Regions from separate parts of the Rattus norvegicus genome. Here region 1 is linked to region 2. The links are chromatin contacts, called in public Hi-C maps. All regions are on one chromosome and are shown on one strand. Each heading gives the region's core, a stretch centred on a gene start, on an enhancer-like site or on the middle of the called end of the contact. The rest is flanking DNA. Distances are from core to core; before and after follow the strand shown.

Region 1 (3,684 bases), core at 344-2,843, 58 kb before region 2:
GAGACAGCTTCTCACCCTGCAGCTCAAGTTGGCTTTCCCTTAACTCCTCCGGCTTCTGCCTTCCAAATTCTGGGATTATCAGCATGTGCCCTGATGAGCTGTCGTATTTTTAGCTGAATGATAATGATTTGGTTTGGTTTGGTTTGGTTTTGTGTTTTTCTGATCAATAAGAAATTGAGGATGCTTAATTCTAGGAAATTTTAGCCGTTACTTAGGAAGCATTATAGAAGGTCTCGCTGGTTCCAAGAGAAGCTGTATCTTCCGTCATTTCATCCTTAAAATACCACTGAGCTAAGCACTTGTATTCTTTGCGTTTCTCAGGCGAGCAGGCTGCAGCTTAGAACTTAAGTCTTCTGACTTTGTCTCATAGGTTAAAAACAACAACAACAACAACAAAAAAAAAAAAAAAAAAAACAGAAAACGACCCAGCTATCATTAGAACCCAGGTCACAATGACTCTCTCGCCCGACTGCAACTTTAACCTGTTACATAACTGATTCTTAAGTTTCTAGTTCTGCGACCTCGACCTTCCCTGTGTCTAGCTAAGTCATCACAGACCACGAGCTGTTGCTCTCTGCTCCAACATCCTCAGCCAGTTTGGCATACATGTTTGATCAGGCTGGAAACGTCGGCATTTCTAGCCCTTACACGTCACCTCCCATGCTTTATTAAGCCCGGGAAAAGCCCCAATGCCTTGGTCAACTTTAACGGCTAAAATGCCCTCTCCCAGAGATGACCTTGCTGAGTGTCATTTCTTGGTAAGTAGATCTCTGCTGCCGATGACTTTTGATTCCTCGTCACGCTGCTATTTGGTGTCAGGGAGGAGTACCTTGGAAGAGGCAGCCCATCTTGAGCTCTTATAAAGGGAAACAGGTGGCTGGTCACGCTGGACACATTCCCTCTGGCAGCGGCGGTAAAGCTACAATGTGTATTTAGCATTTTAATTGAGGCTGGCATTTGCAGAACTACTTTTCTCTTTATAAGTCTTTTCAGATGAATGGAAACCAAAATAGAAAGTATTATGACTTCTTCCTGTGTGTCGTGAACATTTAGCTCCAGAAGACGAAACTTCCCCGTACTTTGCTCAGACGGTGGGATTTGCCTGCTCTGAGGCTAACAGTCAGTAGACAGAAAGAAAAGCGAGTACACACAGGTGTTCGGCGAACAGGGAGAGTAAATGTTTTTGTCAACATTTTCATCAACTTTCCCCACCATCTCCAAGACTCTCCAAATAGAATCTGCTGACTTGAGTGCAGGGTCAGTGACTCACAGCCAGGTAGCAGAAAGCAAACAAGCTCAACAAAAGGGACTTCATATGGAAATAGTAGTTCCTTATTGCTAATGAAAGCTAAGTTTTTCACAAAATAGTAGGAGGGGGCGGGGTGGGGCGCGCCGTCGGGGGTGTGGGTGGGGGTGGGGGGACCCGCTACTGTGGTTCCTGTTGAGATTCGCATAGCCCCAGCCTCAAGAAATACAAGCACCCTCTAACAACTGCTTCCCTCCCCTTCCTCTCCCAACTCCTAGAGTGCACCAGAGGCATTCAGTTCCTCCGTGAAAACGCTCCTGAACCCGATCCAGTGCTGCTCCTACCCACGCCACTTCCCAGAAGCTAGCTTTGCCAAGGTCTCCAGTAACACGCTCACTGCCAAAACCAAATGGCAAGCCTCCATCGTGATGCTCCTTGACCTACGTACAGAATTTGACACTGCTGATAACCAATTACACAACTCTCCCTTCTTGGCTTCTGAGCCGCTTTCCTCATTTAGCCGGCATCTCACTCCATCTGATTTAGACACCCCTCAGCCTGTATCACCCCCACCACCACACCACCACACCACCACCACTGCCGCCGCCACACCACCACCACCACCACCACACCACCACCACCACACCACCACCACCATCACCACCACCACCACACCACCACACCACCACCACTACCACCACCACCACACCACCACACCACCACCACTGCCGCCGCCACACCACCACCACCACCACACCACCACCACCACACCACCACCACCACCACCACACAACCACCACCACCACACCACCACCACCACCACACCACCACACCACCACACCACCACACCACCACCACCACCACCACACCACCACCACCACACCACCACACCACCACACCACCACACCACCACCACCACACCACCACCACCACCACCACCACCACCACCACCACACCACCACCACACCACCACCACACCACCACCACCACCACCACCACACCACCACCACCACCACCACCACACCACCACCACCACACCACCACACCACCACCACTACCACCACCACCACACCACCACACCACCACCACTGCCGCCGCCACACCACCACCACCACCACACCACCACCACCACACCACCACCACCACCACCACACAACCACCACCACCACACCACCACCACCACCACACCACCACACCACCACACCACCACACCACCACCACCACCACCACACCACCACCACCACACCACCACACCACCACACCACCACACCACCACCACCACACCACCACCACCACCACCACCACCACCACCACACCACCACCACACCACCACCACACCACCACCACCACCACCACCACACCACCACCACCACCACCACACCACCACCACCACCACCACCACCACCACCACCACCACCACCACCACCACCACCTCCCAAGGGCTTTCTCTTTGCTGTTTTGCTGTTCCTATGTTTCATCTCTGGCTGTCTCACAGTTAGCACTGGTCACTACCCGTTTATTATATTAGAATCCCAGTGCCTAGACAGTGATTGCAAAATAGGGAATGCTCAAAAGATGTCTTTGAATCCACCCAATTATTTAATAGATCAACTACTATATGTGCTTCAGTCTTGTATATTTACTTGACAGAAATACAAGACACAGGACCAACCCATCGTACTACTTCTTTTTTGTTTTGTTTTGTTTTCTTTTGCACAGCCTGGCTTAAAACTTACTATGTGTCAGAAGATGACATTGGACTTCTGATCCTTCTGATTTCTGGGATTTTATGCATGTACCACCAAGCCCAGTCTACTCAGCATTGAGGATTGATCTCATGACTTCATGCCTGATCAGCAAACACTCCAAAGACTATGCTATATTTCTCTCTCTCTCTCTCTCTCTCTCTCTCTCTCTCTCTCTCTCTCTCTCTCTCTCCACTTATACTAAACAATTTCATCTTCCTTTACTTTTCCCACACCCAGCATCCATGCATGAATAAATGAGACTGATAAATGACAACACTCCTGAATAAAACCCCTCACTTACTTGGTGGTTTTTCAATTTCTTTTTCCAGTTCCCAATTAATCTGCTTTCTCGGTCATGACATTTTCCGAATCGGATTTGTCTACGTTTTTAACACTTCCAGTAGATTTTTACGATATTTGTGCAGGATAAATTGTAAAAGGCACTCTGTGTTCAATTGGCATTTTGTATTGTAAGTACTTGCCCTGATACATTACGGCGCGGCCAATTAATGTGTGTTGAGCAATGGCTTTAGGAACAAATGGATTTTGTGTTTTGTTCCTCAATTTGATCGTTAAGGTCATCCTACAAGCGAATGAGCTATTCTATTATCTGATTACTTCTGTCATTTTAATTACCAAGTCATATAATCCCAAAGGTGATATAATCAAAGGCACGGCAATCTATTGTTT
Region 2 (4,122 bases), core at 20-2,519:
TTTGTTTTTGTTTTTGTTTTTTTTTATGTCAAGCGAAAACAACTTCTGCAAATGATTCTTTTCATGGCAAGATGCTAGAGTCAAAAACAAACGTGACATCTGGGGTAGGGGGAGCGTTAAAAGGAGGCTTCACAAGTAACATATGAAGGGAGTAGAGAGAATAGGATTTTAAAGCAGAAAACACAAGGAGAGGAAGAGATCACGGTTTCGTCTTTTTCTCTCCTCCCTCCACTTTCTAGCCTCACCAATCTGTTAGCCCCCCTCAAATTCAGAGGCGGGTTCAGCAAGACCAGGCTGCAGGAAACCCAGGTTTCGCTGCACTGCCACCCTGGCTCCGTGATGTAATTGTTATTTATTGAGACTCTGAACCCAGCAGAGCTGCTTAAAGAAGTGCCAGCCCATCTTCTAGTCCTGTTGGGTCAGATCCTTCCTGGGGGTGGTGCAGATTGGCGGGCAGACCCTACTGGAGACTTCGCAGTGACAAAGCAGCAGAAGATAAACCAGGTTCCTGGGTCCTGCGTCCGTCTAGGGAGCTGAGCTGTGCACTCCTCAGGTCTCCTTCCCAGTTTTCCGCTTGCAATCATGCCATATTTATTACTGGGTCCTACTAGGTGCTGAGGATGGGGTCAAAATGACCTAGAGTTATAGCGCCGTGGCTTCCGGAATTTAAGCGGGACACAGATTTCAAGGAGGTGGAAAATTGAGGGTGGGTAAAGGGCTCCAAGAGAACGCGTATTTGTGGGTTGAAACGGGAGAAAGGGAGACATTTAAGGTGCCAGCCCTTAGGTGGGGAACCTGGGGTAGGGTTAAGGCGCCCCGACTCCCCTTTGGTGCCCCCAGCGTTTGCCCCCGCAAGGGTGACATGGGCTATCGCCTGGCCCCTAGCGGGGAATCTGTCCAGGCGGCTGGCTGGACGCGGCTGGGAAGCCAGGGCGCCGGCTCGGGGAGCAAAGCACCCCCCTTCTCCGGTTCAACCGCGTCCTCCCTCTGCCTTCAAGGCCGCTCAGACCCGGACCCCCACCCGGAGCACCGGCGAGAAGGCCTGCAGACGCCGGGTGGGCTCCCGGGCTCCGGCAAGCCGCCGGGTGCGCGCTCCGCCCGGGTGACAATGGGAGGGAGGGGCAGAAAAGGGTTAAGAAACTTGGCTGAAGAGCTGAATGGCGTGGAGCAGCGAGGGGAGGGACCCGGCCGCCGCGAAGTCGGCGGCGGAGGGAGGAGCGCGGCTGCGGCGGGCGGGCGGCGAGCGAGGCGCTCAAAGTCAGCCTCGCAGACATTGCAGCAGAGCCCCGAACTCGGGAGGCGACGGCGACCGCGGCGCAGGCGGAGGACGAGCCGGCCCCAGCCCGCCGGTGCGCAGCGCCCGTGGCCTCGCGCGGCCGCAGGGCACGGCTAACCTGGGAAGGAGGGAGCGACGCGGATCGGCGGCCCGGAGCCGCGGCGGCCTCGGTGAGTGGCGATCGCGGCCCGGGCTCCGTGCGGAGCTCGCTGAGCGGACGCCGAGCCGCCCGGGCACGGCCTGGGTGCGCGGCCCGTGGAGGCGGCGGAGGCCGGGGGAGGCCCGCGGGGGGCTCCAGGGACACGGATCCCGGGGACAGCGCGCCGCCGCGCCCCTCTCCGGCTCTCCCCGGGAACTCGCGGGCCCGGCCGGCGCAGCCGCCAAGTTGTGGAGTTCCCAGCCGCGGGCTCGTCCGTGCCAGCCTTGGCGCGAGGGGCGCAGCCGCCCTGGGTGTAATGCGCCGGGACCCACGCGGGTGGCCGGATCGCGGGGCCCGGGTCGAGCTCGCCCGCCCGCCCGGCTGCCCCCGTTGGCCCCGAGCCCCGGGCGCTGGCTGCAGCCCCGCTCGGTCCTGCCGCCCAGCGGTGCTCGCGGTGGCGCCCGCGCAGCTCCCCGCCTATCGCCGGTTTCTCCCTTGCGCGGTGCTCGCCGATTCCCGGCCGGGAAAAGTGACTCGGAGAAGGGACAGCGCTGAGCCCCAGGCCCGGCCTGCTGGGCACGAGCTCCCCGCCTGCCGAGGAGGGCGAGGCCCCTTGCACCCGAGGCCTCAGCCCAGTTCCCCCAGCATCCGAGAGGGGTTCACTCGGGTGAGCCTGGTGAAGTCCTGAGAGACTGCTCTTCTCTCTGGTGCCACTGTCCTCCTTACTACTATTGTTGCTAGAAGAAACCCTCTTCCGCGGAAACATTCCCCTAGACCCTCCCATCCTTCCCAAAGTAGTTTCCAAATTTTAATCAGGAGTTGATATTCAGACGGAAGGAACAAAGGAATCCACTGTGTTTAAAAGGCGGACAGGCAGTGAGTCTGACACATGTTGATCTCTGAGGCATTCCACGAGTTTCTACCTTCCATCATGTCAGAAATTTAATTGGATTCTGGCGGTCGCAAACGAAGTATGAAACGTTAGGTAATTTTACGTTAAAATACTTTACTTTTTTAAATTAATGGATCATTTTAGTTAGAGGGAAGTCCGGACATTGTTAGGTGCAAGAACTTTTAACTCTTTTTTTTTTGATGGCACCAGGCTGGAGTTTGTCTGCTCTTGTAACTGATTGTGACACTGAGCGAAAACAGTGTTTTTAGAGAAAGAGAGACAGTCTAAAAGTAAAACAAGATTGGAGTGTCTGTGTGTCTGTCTGTCTGTGTGTATGCTTAAACGATGTGTAGTCTATCTCTTGGGTTTTGTAAAGCAGGGACTTCGGTAATTCATTCTTTAGAGTTATGAATTACATTGAACCCGCTTATTAGTGAATCATGGGTTTAGCAAGTGGGCGGCATCTTCCAGATGCAATTATCCAGTGTTTAATCATCAGGTTGCCACCTTTGTCTAAGAGACGGAGTCGACTTTTTAAGCAAACGGTGGGTGCTTCACATGCATGGCCCCTAAGAGTGGCTGCAGCCTGGGAAAATGTTGAAATCTTCCCCTTCCAAGTGAGTTGCCCTGGTTTGGCCCAGCAGTTTGTCCATAGGGTTTAATTGATCCAACAGGAACTTTCTGTGTAGGACTTAGTAGAGACAAAGGAGAGTCAGTCATGCCGCAGGCAATACCTGCAAACTGGAGCCTCACCCCAGCCTGTTCTATACTGTACTGGGAAGACTCCACACTTAAAGTACAAGGAGCGAGAAGAAAATATCCTTAAAAAGTATACTTCAAAACTCTAAGGAGGGCTTCGGTTGCTGCTTATATACAGGTAGTTGAAAACCAGCTTTCATGCCTACGAGAAGACTTAGAAATCTGAGTTTCCAAACTTTGCAGAACTTGGATTTTTGTAATTGAGATACCTGAAAATAATTGTGGGTTAGCAATGGAGAAATGTTTGTGGATGAGGCCAGGGCTCCTCTGACTCCTCCAGTTTTAAGAGCAAAACGTTGTGATTAAAAAAATAACCTATACCACCACCTAGAGTCTGTTTGTTAGTTTATTGCTCTTGGAGTTTGCTTACATTGACGTGTCCCTCGTGGTTACTGTATAGTCAAAACAAGATTAAGGAATTCAGGCTTTTCAGAGGCCATCCAGGAGAACACTTATTTAAGTAATGCATAGCAAGTGCCAATTTAAATTATCCACGACACTTTCAGAACCGAAAATTATGACATATCAACTCAAGTGGGCCAGTCTCCGAAAGATACTAATTCAAAAGAAAAAAAATTTAAAGACAGCTTCTTTTAGCTTGTGCTCCAAGGTGGCCCTGAGTGCAAAAAGATTTCCTGTGATACGAGAGATTCAAGAAATGTGACAAAATAAGTGTTCTCGGTGCCTTTTGAGGTTTTTTTTTGGGGGGGGGAGGGCGACAAAAGCGATGACAAAAGTATAGAGAGAGGGATGTTGCCATTACCAACATTTTAAACACTGAGAAGGTTAGAGAGACGGTAGACCGTCTTGGAAGCTGGGATAAGGTGTTTGGGAATACAGTCAGTGAAACAGTGATAACCTGTCCTACTGGAGGTTTGTGAGTGGCAAAGCAGTCTGTTAAACAGGAGGCCTGAGGGCGGCAGCCTCTACCCTTCTGCTTATCACATTGTCCGAGGAGGAAGTAACGCTCCTCCTCTAACCGTCTAGCCTGAAAGATGGCCTCCAAGATCTTTAATTAAATATCAGTCGAACAGAGAGAACTAGAGCACTGCCTTA

What was found. Hi-C and Micro-C count contacts between places; a contact is called where the count stands out from the background.
Region 1: a contact with region 2 is called in a Hi-C map of liver, with 3 times the contacts expected there. The contact joins the enhancer-like site here to the promoter of Nrip1 in region 2. A contact is called at or near these places in 2 of 12 Hi-C or Micro-C datasets (liver and mammary epithelial cells).

What each region holds. Positions count from the first base shown.
Region 1 is chr11:28,522,785-28,526,468 of GRCr8, reverse strand. No RefSeq gene overlaps it. Among named protein-coding and RNA genes, the nearest start is that of Nrip1, 58 kb to the right of the region's middle. Within about 2 kb of position 1,593, at least 12 of the 93 cell types and tissues checked have an H3K27ac peak or open chromatin away from gene starts, as enhancers often do. A contact at or near this core is called in liver, where this site is marked.
Region 2 is chr11:28,463,559-28,467,680 of GRCr8, reverse strand. Nrip1 (nuclear receptor interacting protein 1) reads left to right here and starts at 1,269. Exons shown (of 4, transcript NM_001100560.2): 1 at 1,269-1,446.